2 separate regions of the Hordeum vulgare genome follow, and region 1 is linked to region 2. A link is a contact called in public Hi-C data. All regions are on one chromosome and are shown on one strand. The core of a region is the stretch at or near the end of the contact, and the rest is flanking DNA. Distances in the headings are between cores, read along the strand shown.

Region 1 (6,482 bases), core at 2,095-4,594, 750 kb before region 2:
ATTCAACAATATAACTATCACATAAAGTGTTACTTCATGATCTAGAAGCATAAAAAAAATTATTACTCTCCTCATAAGCAAACTTCTTATCATTCATAGTAGTAGGAGCAAACTCAACAAAATAACTATCATGAGACACTTGATTGCATAACTATATTGAATATTAAAATTATGATGACAAGTTTCATTGTTATCATTGCTCTTTATAGCATACATTTCATCACCATTTTCATCATAAATAGGAGGCATGCCATCATCATAATAAATTTGCTCATCCAAACTTGGGGGACTAAAAGTATTGTTGTAACGCCCAAGATGCGGTCCTATCCTTACTTTGGCTCGAGGGCCTCAATTGGGATAGAAGTGCATCTCGTCATTTTGCAAGAATGGATATCGTTACAAGTACATGTAAAGAGGATATGGGTATATGGAATGAGCTTACACTCTCCACAAGCTAAATCATTAACATCTCAATACAATGATACATTCAATCATCATACACAAGAGCAGGGTTCGAATATGGACAAAATCAAACAATAAAAGTTACATCCAACCTTGCTAATCCTAGGTTGCCGGCCTGGAACCCATCCTATGATCCATGAATAAAAATAGGAAGAACTCCAAATCAAACAAACATCATGCTCCCGTCAAAGCATATCATTACCTGTACTTGCAATTGTTGTTGTAGTAAACTATGAGCCACGGGTACTCAACAATCTCATTTCAAAAGGTATTAAGACTAGCAAAACTTAATGGGTGAGGTATGGTTAATTGGTGAGGTTGCTACAATAAGTAAGCATTTATTTGTGTGCCTAACTTATGAGTACAAGAATAAGAAGAATTCTACGCACAAACGGACTGAACTAATAATGATTAAGAAGTGATCCTGAACACCTACTTATGAGTTAATCATAACCCTACCGTGTTCTCTTCTTGGTTCAACCTGACAAGAAGAGACGGTTATGGTTTGACACATGGTTGGTGTATTGTAATTGAGTTTACTTCAAATTTGCTATGACCAGGTTGTAAACAAATTTCCAAGTTGTCACATAACTGTGAGCATGGCTCTAAGAAAGATTTAAACGTGTAGGTGTACTCCAACTCATCCATCACAAACTAGCCACAAGTTGCGCTGGAAAACCTCAACCTCATGATAGCCCAAGGTATCTTTGAAACCCTAGTGCACAAGATGTTCGAGAAAGGTAAACCAAATCCAGCAAGGCTGCCAAACGTGTCGACGAACCCGATAGGAGCCGCATATCACGTTCTTAGGACATGACCAGATGGGTCAGAGTACGAGTAAAAAGAAACCACGAGTTTCCCCATGGTGGCCCCATAGTATGCCCATTTGGGACCAACACCATCAACAATGCCCCATGTATTATGTTGAATTAATCCGCGTGTAGCGCTAACTACCTATGCGTTAATAAAGGTATTAAATATTATTATGTTGATCAAATATAGTACCAATGTTGGGCCTTTCCCAAGGAGTTCTATCATAAAATGAAAATCAAGTGGGTCCCGATAACAACCCCAAGCATGTTAGGAGCGCTCAATATGGAACATAACACCAGTACAAAAGTACCTAGGGAGGCAAAGGTGGAACAAAACACAGAGCAAAAGACCAAACCTTCCACCTTTTACCAAGTATATATGTGCATTAAATTAAATAGCATTAATATTATGATATCTCGATTATATCCATGTTGTCACACGGAAACAACTGCACGTGCAACTAACAACGCTAGAATAAGGGCCGAGCAAGCGGTAACATAGCCAAACAATGTTTTGCTGGGAAGCTGGAGGTTAGAGGCTTATCATGGAATTTTGGGAGGCTTGACAATAAGTGGTAAGCAGTGTGACATAATGATAGAAACGAGTAACTAGCATGGCAATCATAATAGTGGTATCGAGGGAAATGGTCATCTTGCATGAGATCCCGCATCGAAGAAGAAAGAATCCGTGAACTAGACGAACGGGATGTAGTCGAAGGAATCCTCACACTCCGAATGCTTTTGAAACTCTATCAAGAAGAAGCAAACCGGAAACAAACAATAAACACACGGTACACCACAAAATATTCTTGATATGATGCACAACCAAATATGATGCATGTCCTGTTTAAATAGGCATGGCATGGCGAGGTGCAACAATCAAACACTACAAATTAAGTGAAGTTCAATATGCAACGAATTGCATATTAACGAAACTCCACAATCAATTTATTTAGCTCACTCATGTTTATTCTACTCATCAATATTAAATGTTGTCAAAAAATGGCAATAAGTGAAGCACAAATAGACTACACATTTATGCAAGTTTAAATGAGGTCGGAACAACAAATAACAATTTCGGAAAGTCCCCATATGTAATTTTCGAATTTGCTACTTTTCTGCCTAGAACATAATTTTTGAGTATTTAAATAGGAAAATAAATCCCACGATGTTATTCTACACATTTCTCTAGTCAAATTACGTATGTGGAACATTTTAATTGCAGCTATGGTTATTTAGGTATGAAATTTATCATTTTAACATGGCAATTATGCAAATTAATGCAAACATCATGTTTAAACATTTTAATCATGTGTGGAATTTTAAAATTGTGAATCTACACAAAATTATGAACATTATTCATATATAAAACATTTTAATGCGATAAATTTGCACGAACAACAAGGGTTTTTCTATAAAACTACCATTTCCTGGTTAATTGATAAATTCGCACACAAAATAAAAAACATTCCGACGACGAAAGGAATGGGCACTAGGAAACTAGACAGCGTCCAGTCCAAGGGATAGAGGGGCTGGGCTGTCACCAAAGCGAGAAGGCGGCCCAGGTCAGGAGGAGAACGGTTGGAGGCCGAGCCTTGGCGGATCTGGGCCTTGGGGGCGAAGTGGGCTATACCTGGCCAAATGGGCCGTCTCAATCGGGCCGGCCCGATAGCATGCCGGCCTGGCACAACTTAAACGGGCCCGTGCCAGACATGCGACACGCCTCGGGCCGTGCCTGGGCCTGGAGGCGGGGCACGCGGGCCGGCACGACACGACCCGTTTAATTTTTTATATATATTTTTACTTTATATATATATATATAAATAAATAATATACAACCTAATGGGCCTAAATATGAGTCCAGGAGGCTAAAATAATAAGTTCCAGCGTGCTAATCGGGCCAGCATGCCGACCTATTTAATAACCGGGTCGTGCCTGGGCCTGGAGGCGTAGCCCACGGGCTGGCACGACACGGAACGATTAGTAAACGTGTCGGCACTGGCCGTGCCGGGCTGGCCCGTTTGGCGGAGTGGGCTAGTGGGGCGAGCAGATGGGCCAGACCATGGAGGTTGCACGTGGTCCAGAGTGTTGGCGCTGGTGTTATCATCAACCTCACGATTGAAGTAGAGGAGGACGTGGCCTCCAGTGGCCAGGACGGTGACGCGAGATCCGACTTGAAATTGCCGTATCTAGAGGGACCGGAGGTGGGGACGAATGGATCTTGATGTCTTGGAACCATTCCCGATAGCGAATGGGTGGAGTTACATGCAAACTCCATGGCGGCGGGGGAAGCTTGGTGGTGCTTGTCCATGGCGGGGAAAGAGACATGAACATGAGAGGGGGGATCCAAAGTAGTTAGCAGAGAAGGCAGGCAGAAGGGCGGTGCTGGGAGACCTGCTGGTGACCGGCAACATGGGGCTCTAGTGGCTCCTAGTGGCGACTTTTGGCGGCGCGGATGCATGGTGCTTGAGATCAGTCCTCATCCAACCGAGCGGAGCCTCGAGGCTGGGGTACCGCGGGAGCGAGAACGAGTGCAGGGGCGTTGTGAACCGTTGGATCATTGATTCGGCGGCTCAGATCGAAGGAGGAATGGGTTCAGGCTGCCAAGTGGTGAGATCAAACCCGGCAGCGTGGATTTTTAGGAGGTGGCGTGTGGGGAGTTAGGGTAGGCTAGAGGTTAGGGTTTCCTCCAAAATAGGCAGGGAAGGCTATCCTTTTATAGTAGGTTTTGCTAGGGTTAGTGCATTTAGTGCATTTAGTATGATTTCGGACGATTCGAACTCGATCGGATGGTATGAAAGCGGAGGGTGGTAGTTGGGCTACAGGTGGGATGTGTAGATGGGTTGGGTTAAGATGAGAGGGAGATTGCAGCCCATGACAGGTTTTAGAAATGCCGAAACGTGTAAGATTTCACCGGCTATAGTGACGTTATATGTTTAACAGTTTGGGTACCAATTGACCTCCAAATCTAAGGAAATTTGGCAAGTGGTCTACCTCCACGCCAATTTCAGACCATTCCAAGAAATATTTGTACGCACTAAAAATAATAATGTCCTACCGACGCCACGGGCTTGTGTGTGTGGATGGTCTCGAAACGATCGACGAACACAACGGGGATAACTGACAAGTACGAATGAATGCATGTTTGACATATGACGACAAAGGAGTGTCAATGCAATGCGAATGATGTTATGATGAATGCGCCAAACAAATGAAACACATGGTGAAACTTGAAATAAACGAAATCATCTAGAGTGTCCTTCTCGAGTTTTTACAACTCTCCTCCATTACCGAGAGATCTTGACCCGAGATCTTAGAATGAGAAAAGGAAGAGGAAATGAATAGGTAAAACTTGTTCGCTTCTTTTACAAACGAGTGAAACCAACGAACTTGAAGGTTGGCAAGAGATGAAGAATGACACGAGGAACGAGAAACAATTCAAAACCACAACAGTTGAAAGGAGATAGAGAAGTCGTGAGAAAGAATGAATATGGGTAGCAATCCGTTTGAAAAGAGAATAAAAATTAATATGATTGAAAGAAATTGAAAAGACAGCCACAAAAGTCCGGTTAAATGGATAAGCAAGGAAACCAACATGATCTTGATAACACGAGCTAATGATCGGAAGAAAGCAACATCCCAATGCCTCGGGAACAAAAGAACAGAAATTAGAGCGTTGGAAAGAAAAGAGGATACAATAAAATGACAACTTCTACCACAACTGCATTGAAAAGCATCCTTACAAAGGAGCATTGAACAGAGATGTTGGAAAATCAACAAGGAAAATAATATGCTTGTTGTGGGTTATGGACAAACACCTCAAAATTATGAGGTGACAACCGGTCACCAACAAAACAATTGGTTGGTTGGGAGCAACAAGAGATGAAAACCTCTTTCGACAACATAATAATTTAGGTGCTCTATCATTAACAAGCACCATGAAGAACTATCGGAAAGAACTCCGGAATGAAACGATGGTAGAAAAGAATTGAAGGTTACAAAATGAACAAGATTGAGGCCTTGCAAATATTTATATGAAGCTTCACGACGAGATACTTGAGAAAAATTGGAACTCCGGAAAAGAATATAAGAACAACTTAGAATCGAGAATTTGATATCCTAAACAACTCCAAAAGTAGGACTGAAATCATCTTGATGAAACAAGAATAAGAATTATGTTATGATTATCCTTCATCAATTTAAATTGATGAAAATCAACGGATTTGGTGCATCACTTATTCTTCTTGGACATATTGAAGATAGATTTTCACGAACTTGAAGGCATCTCCAACACAAGAACAATAATTTGGAACGTAAGAGGATAATACAAATCAATTGGGATCCATGAGGACAAAGAGAGCACAATTTGATTAGGGAATACTTGAACAAGCCACCGGTAAGAATTTGCAAACAAATGGGGATATTTCGAATGAATGGAATACATGAGAGCAAAGAGAACATGATCCATCTAGCAGAATACTTAAATGAAAGCACCGTAATAATTGAGATAGGAATGAAGAGACCACAATTGAGAAGAATTTGAGAACATAAGTTGAAAGCTAAGAATGAAGAAATCTTCTTAAATGATGCCTTGAGAGGATCGAGAAATCAAAACAAGTCTAAACTGGTTCGCATAGATAGTGAAGCAATTACTCATGACCGAAAACAATTAGAAAGAATAGCACCAAGATTGAAACACAAATATTCAAGAGAATGAGTCACGATCTAAGAGAAACACTTCTTCGGTCTTCACACTGAGAAGAATGACAAGAAACACCACTATGAATTACTGAGGCACTCTTGAATATCAAGAAATAAATGTTGAGCCAACTTTAAAAATAATTATAAGTGATCTTGGAGAAGGAATATGACTAATGGGTTTCATTTTTACATCATATTTGAAAATATTTTGAGTTTCTGGGAAAAGATTAGAAGAGCCAGGTAAGATACTTGAAAAAAACCTGTGGGTTATGGGCCCACTCAAGGAAAAACACCATTAAAATGATTGATTAGAAGAAAATATTGCACAAGTCAAAATGAAAACAAGATGAGGTGAGAGCCTCATAATAATTTGAAAGTATTTTGAACAGAAGCACAATTCTTGTGTGGTTTGTTCAGCACTCCGAATAGAATAGAGAGGTGAATAACTAAGACAGGTTGGATGAGAATTTGCAAAATGGAAAAGCATTTAGCAAATGAAAAGGATAT
Region 2 (6,162 bases), core at 2,112-4,611:
ACTTGGCTTGACAACCAGCCCAATAACATAGCGCCAAATGATTTTGTTGATCTCCCAAATGGTGATGAGAATAACTATGGGAACAATGGCTTAGGGAACGCTTTGAGGGATGAAATCGCAATGCAAATGTGGCAGGCATATCATCCTGAATAACCAACATTGTGGTGTGTTTTTTAATCATATATACATATGCATTAATCAACTTATGTCGTCTTCATCATCTAACAATGTAATCCTTGTTGAATGCAGATATGTATCCAAAGGGGTCTCCAAAGTACAATCTTATGAAAGCGACTGGAAAAAAGGCTTCACACGGTGCGAAGAAGTTGACACCTAAAATTAAAAAGACTACTCCAAAAGGTATTTTAATGCTTCATCTCCGCTTGTTGAATTATAGCAACTCTTGTCATGTTGAGTGTGATCAAGTATTTTACTCTATACATTTGTGCTATGTGTAGTTAAGAAGCCTAGAGCTCAGTGGAACCCGGCTCTTGAAAAGGCTCTGGTAGATTTACTTGATGAGCACAATAATCCATATCATAGAGGTCAAAATGGTTGGTCTGCTGAATCTTGGAACAGAATGACAAAAATATTCCATGAGAGATATCCCCATACAAATTTCACAAAATAACAAATCCAAGAGAAACAAAAAGAGTTGAAGAGTCAATACAGGCTTATCAAGGATGCTCGAAAGCAAAGTGGTGTTAGCTGGAACTATCATACACACGTGATAGAGGCTGACCCACATATTTGGCAGAACTTGATTAATGTAAGTTTGATAATATACAATGCAACTTGTTTTCTCTTGTTTTCGGGTGATCTAGGTTTGATAAATCATTTCTCTTATATACAGTCCTGGCCAGACATAAGCAAGTTTCAAACAAAGCCATTTCCTCTATATGACAAGCTAGGTGATCTTTATGATGGTGAGTTTAATGTATTTTCATTTGCTACCTTTTTCTTACCTTTATAAAGAATTTCTATTGCTATGTGACCTTTAATGAGAACTTGGGTGCTTGTGCAGGACACATAGCAGAAGGTAATTTCAGTTTTACATCAATTGAGGCTACACAAGTGATTGACGATGATCCTGAAGTTGAAAGAGATGAGACTGGGTTCTGTTTTGATCTGAATTAGTGCGAAGATGATTTACTCATGTATGATGATCCAAGAGATGCGGCTCAAAGTGATGGTCCAAGTGGAGCTACTCAAAGTGATGATCCAATAGATGGTACTCAAAGTGATGTTACTCGAGCAGGTGCTCCTGGTGGTTCCAATAAAAAGCCAGTGAAGGAGCCCAAGAAGAAGAAGCGGGATGATCCCATGGTGGAAGTGATGGCGAACTATGTGGAGATCAAACAGAAGCAAGCAGAGGAGGAGTCTGCTTTGTTCGCATGGTCAAAAAATGCCCAACAGTTCACCATCACCAAGTGCATTGTTGTTCCGCACAAGATGGAAAGCATCTCGCATGGAGAAAGAGCCACTGCATACAAGGTGTTCAAAAATGCTGAGAATCGTGAGATTTTCCTCAATGCCGCCGCCGCCGAAGATGAAGTGAGCGCCGCCGTGTTCCTTCGGAGTGAAATGGCAGACTTACCTCGGGGTATCTAAGGTAAGATTATCTGTCGACATTGAGCACCTCTTGTTATTCCTTTCCTACATGTGCATACTTACTACATGGTGGAATTCGTGCCGATGCCTTTATTCGTTTTGGCAATATCTCATGGATTCTTGAGCTCCACTAGTTGCTACGTAACTTATAACTGAAGCAATTTAAGCTTGTTCTGACTTCTCTAACAATTATTTTGTCTTAGTCTGTAGCTTTCCTGTATATCTGGTGGTTAGGATTTGGTCAACATGACTTCGTAAACATTTTGCTGATTTGATTCCAATGAGCCAGCAGCCGGCTCACTGCTGAAATTTGGTCCTGGTTTGCATCCTGTAGGGGTCCTCAGAGTCATGCAGTTATTGCTTATATAGTTGGCATCTTCTATAATTTTTCACCGGGTTGCCAATGCTGCATTGTCCCTTCCCACTGATTGCAGAAAACTGGTGCCATTATTGGCTATGATTTTGATGCAGTTTATGAGCTCTTTCTTTTACTTGCTAGAGTCTGTTGTGTTAAAATTTTGTTTTTGTGTAAACTGCTTCAAATTCAGTTGCTTCCAATCCCAGATCACCCTCTTAACCATTGGGACAAAATGGCAAGCCAGCCGTGCTATGCATATACCATCCTGTTAGCAGCAGCGAGTTTGCTCGCGGCGAGCAATACGAACTGTATTGTTAATATCTTGATCTTGTGACTATTTTTTGTGCCGAGAAAAGGATACAATGGTTGTATCAGAATAGTTAGCCAGCACCATTGGTAAATTATAAAAGTCGTTTGGAGCCTTTGGTGTAGGAGTTTGTACGCATTTGTATCTTCCATAATGACGCGTCTGGTTTTGACATTTGTTTGTTGTTTTTTTGGTAGGGAAGAAGATAACTTTCGGTGATGACTGAGCTTGGTGATTCCCCTTGAAACCGAGCAGAAACTCCAACTCACCCCTAGTGAAACGTGAAACTAGTGAAATGCCAAACATTTTCTTTTTTGCTTGGAGATTACTTCTATTTTTAAATTATCTTATTATTATTGTGGACCTGGTGGTTATCTGCCAGACAATATCGACTGTTTTGGAGATTTATATTATACCCGTGATGAATTTTGGTCAGATATATTATCTTATTATTATTGTGGACCTGGTTTTGTGTTCATGCTTTTACATTTTAGTTCACTATTTCTCACGATTTGTGAACCATTTGGTTTTGGAATCCAATTCTATATGGTGATTCGTGTAGTATCTTCTTTTGAATAATAGTATACTCATGTGTACGAAGTTGAAGTTGTAAAAATTATATTTTCAATTATACTATATTCTTGTATATGAATCTTTTTGTATGATTCCCTGTATATCAAATAGAAAGGATGTGAGAGGATTGGGTGGAAGGAAGGGATTCATCCAATCCCGTGAAATCCCTCCCTTTCAAAACTTTCCCAATCCCCCTTAACCAAACGAGGCCTAAGGAGAAAAAAGTTCAAAAAATCTTATCTCACTCCACGTAGAAAGTAACGTACCGCAGCACATGTGATTTGATTCCGTTGGCGTTGTTTGATTGGATAATCACATCGCATATGGCGTGATCATCTCATGTCATGTCATCCTCCTCGTATCATTAGCACTGCCGAACAGAGACAAAGAGAACCAGGGAGGAATACGCAAACCAGGACGGAAAGCGTAGTATAGTTACGAAGGCGGGTTCCGTGGAATGGAATCACAAAACGGACGGCTCAAATAGCAAGCAACAGAGAGGCCGCGCGATAGCGTAAACCCCCGCCCCTGAGCTACTACCTTCGCCATGGCCGCCGCTGCCTCCTGCCGCCTTCTCCGGCTGGCACCACACTGTCTCCGGAGCCCGAGGCATTCCCTCTTTCCTACGCCACTCGCTCTCTCCTTGGGTTGGCGCCGCTACTGCGCCGCCGCGCCCCCCGTCGCGGCCACGGCGATGCCGACGGGGGACGCCGTGGGGGAGTTCCGGCGGAGGATCAGGGTGGCTGAAGTGAAGGGAGGGGAGGACCAAGGCACTTCCTGGGTCGGGAAGGAGCTTACCGTGCGCGGGTGGGTGCGCACCTGCCGTGCCCAGAGGACCGTCACATTCGTGGAGGTCAGGACACAACACAGTCTTGCTGCTGTCGTCGATTTCCATGGTCCATTTTCTATAGTTTCCAATTGCCATGGACTGGCTCAAGTCTCCAGGCGTATAGTTAGCAAATTTGTTTCTGCGGAAATGTTGATGCTATTACCAGCTTTGCTTGATGATCCAAGACTTCCATAGTTGAGGAAAGTTCTATGTAGTTTATATGTCATTAACTTTGGATAGCTTGGTTTCACCTGTTGTGGTGCTGTATATGACGTCTTGAACTGACCATGGTGTCCCTGTGTTTCCTGGAAAAAAATGGATTCTGAGCTTAGAAATATATTTTCCAGAGATTGGGTCACAATGGTTTCTCCCAATAAGATTAGGGGCCCTTATATAGGCACTAGCAAACAAGAGTAACTCTAGCAGATTCCCTAAAATTTTGGCCTTTAAAATCCTCTTGCTTCTCCCTTTATAATTTTTGAAAGACTCTCGAGGTTCTGTGCAAAGTTAGAGTCTGTAAAACCAAGCCTTTGTAAATTTGAGCCCACATGTCGGTGGGAGGGGATTTTTTTCCATTCTTCGACCTCTCCACGAGCCTTCTCCCCACTACAACGACAACAGTCGAATAAGCGGCTACAGGCAGGAGGTAGTTGAGGTGAAATTTCCTTGCCCCCATCCACAGGAAGATATAAAGTGTACTCTAAAAACCAAGGTTGGAAAAGCGGTAGGCGTAAGCGAGGCGGTTGGCCTTCGCCTAGTTCGCCTAGTGCCTAGGCGGTGCTTAAGCGCCCTAGACCCGGCCTTGACGATAATATAGTTTCTACTATTAGGGTGTATCTGTGGTCATTATATGTGTATTATCTTAATTTAAGGCATATATATAAGTTAACTACCAAGTACTGCCATTGGAATATGGCTCGCTTGGCATATTAGTGCAATATGGCATGATTTCTCTCTAGGTTAGAAAATTTCTTGCTTGCCCTGCCTAAACTATCGCTTATGCCCTAGGTGAGGCGTTTGGCCATCGCCTAGTGCCTAGGAGTGCCTAAGCGCCTCCTAGGCACTGCCTTTTCCACCAGAGCTAAAAACTCCTCCCCGGCCTCTAAATATAAAGGTTGGTGGGCTGTTTTAGAGTGCCTTATTTTTTTTTGAAGGATAGAGTAAGGTATAGGGAATCTGCTAGAGTGGAAAATTGCCCTCTATTCTTTATAATAGCCATTATTTTAAAGATGGGGGGAATTTAGGGAATCTGCTAGAGTTGCTCTAACACGTTTAGACTGTGTATTCTCTTTCCACCACGTATTGGATAGCTAACCTGAGTCCTGACTGCCACTTGTAGGGTTTCTTAGGTGAGTTACGAGTTTAGAAAATCTTTCCTTGGCCAGCCTTGTGTTAGTCACGAAAGAGACCCTCATCCTCATGTGTATAAACTTTTCACCCCATATTTGATAACTAGCCTGACTGCAACTTATTGGGTTCCTTAGGAGAGTTTAGAGTTTGGAAAATCTTTCTATGGCTGGCCCTGTGCTATGACGAGAGAGACCTTCGCCCTCATGCAAATTCTCTTTCCACTACATATTTGATAACTAGCTTGGCTGACATTTATAGGGTTTCTTAGGTGAGTTAGGAGTTTTGAAAATCTTTTTGTTGACAGTCTTGTGTTAGTCATGCGAGAGGCCCTCATCCTCATGCACTAGTAGAATGATCATACTGGTCTTTGTATACATGATATAACGAATACAAAGTTCCTCTTACCCTATCAGATAAATACATCAGTATGGAGGCTAGACATTTCTCTAGCAAGAGCCCACTCCCGCACTCTAGGTGAATCTTTGTGGGATTCACTTGGTTAACCTTTTGAAACATGAGTAAAATAATGTATTTGGACTTGCAAAGTACTTTGAGAATATTTAATTTTGTTCATTTGCTAGCATGATTATAAAACTTGGCCAATGTGTTGCATTAGTGACTGAAAAATTAAAGTAACTTATTTTTGTCAACGATGAAGTATTATTATTTTTCTTCAAGGGTCTAATAAATCTTGAAACTCTATTATTTAGGTTAATGATGGATCTTGCTTGTCCAATATGCAATGTGTGTTAACTCCTGAAACAGAAGGCTATGACCAGGTATGCATTTGTCTACTTACTGGATCTAGAAGTTAGAACGTGTTGTATTACTAAACTGCAACCGTTTGGAGGTGCATAGAGTCTAAATGCTGTTTACGCTATGCATCTTCCATTATTCTTATTGTCAGGAAAATTATGTTGATCAATCCAATTGTTACATTGTGAAAACAGATGCGCCCACTCTGATATTTGCTCTATGCCACCAACAAATCTTAATCATATTGGCAGTACTTCTATTAAATATTTTAATATTCAATTGGACAAGGATACAGTAACTTAAAGAATAAAGAGTTACTGACGTGCCTCCAGCACCCACCTCAACTCTGGGCTTGTTGTGCATAGTAAACTTTATTTG

Evidence for each region. Hi-C and Micro-C count contacts between places; a contact is called where the count stands out from the background.
Region 1: a contact with region 2 is called in a Hi-C map of seedling, with 1.9 times the contacts expected there. The contact joins the enhancer-like site here to the promoter of LOC123425975 in region 2. A contact is called at or near these places in 3 of 6 Hi-C or Micro-C datasets (leaf and seedling).

The regions. Positions count from the first base shown.
Region 1 is chr2H:239,223,618-239,230,099 of MorexV3_pseudomolecules_assembly, reverse strand. No RefSeq gene overlaps it. Among protein-coding and RNA genes, the nearest start is that of LOC123429979, 350 kb to the left of the region's middle. Within about 2 kb of position 3,344, at least 3 of the 3 cell types and tissues checked have open chromatin away from gene starts, as enhancers often do. A contact at or near this core is called in leaf and seedling, where this site is marked.
Region 2 is chr2H:238,476,586-238,482,747 of MorexV3_pseudomolecules_assembly, reverse strand. LOC123425975 (asparagine--tRNA ligase, chloroplastic/mitochondrial) reads left to right here and starts at 3,361. Exons shown (of 14, transcript XM_045109752.1): 1 at 3,361-3,702; 2 at 5,739-5,807. The coding sequence starts at 3,397. It also overlaps the pseudogene LOC123426249.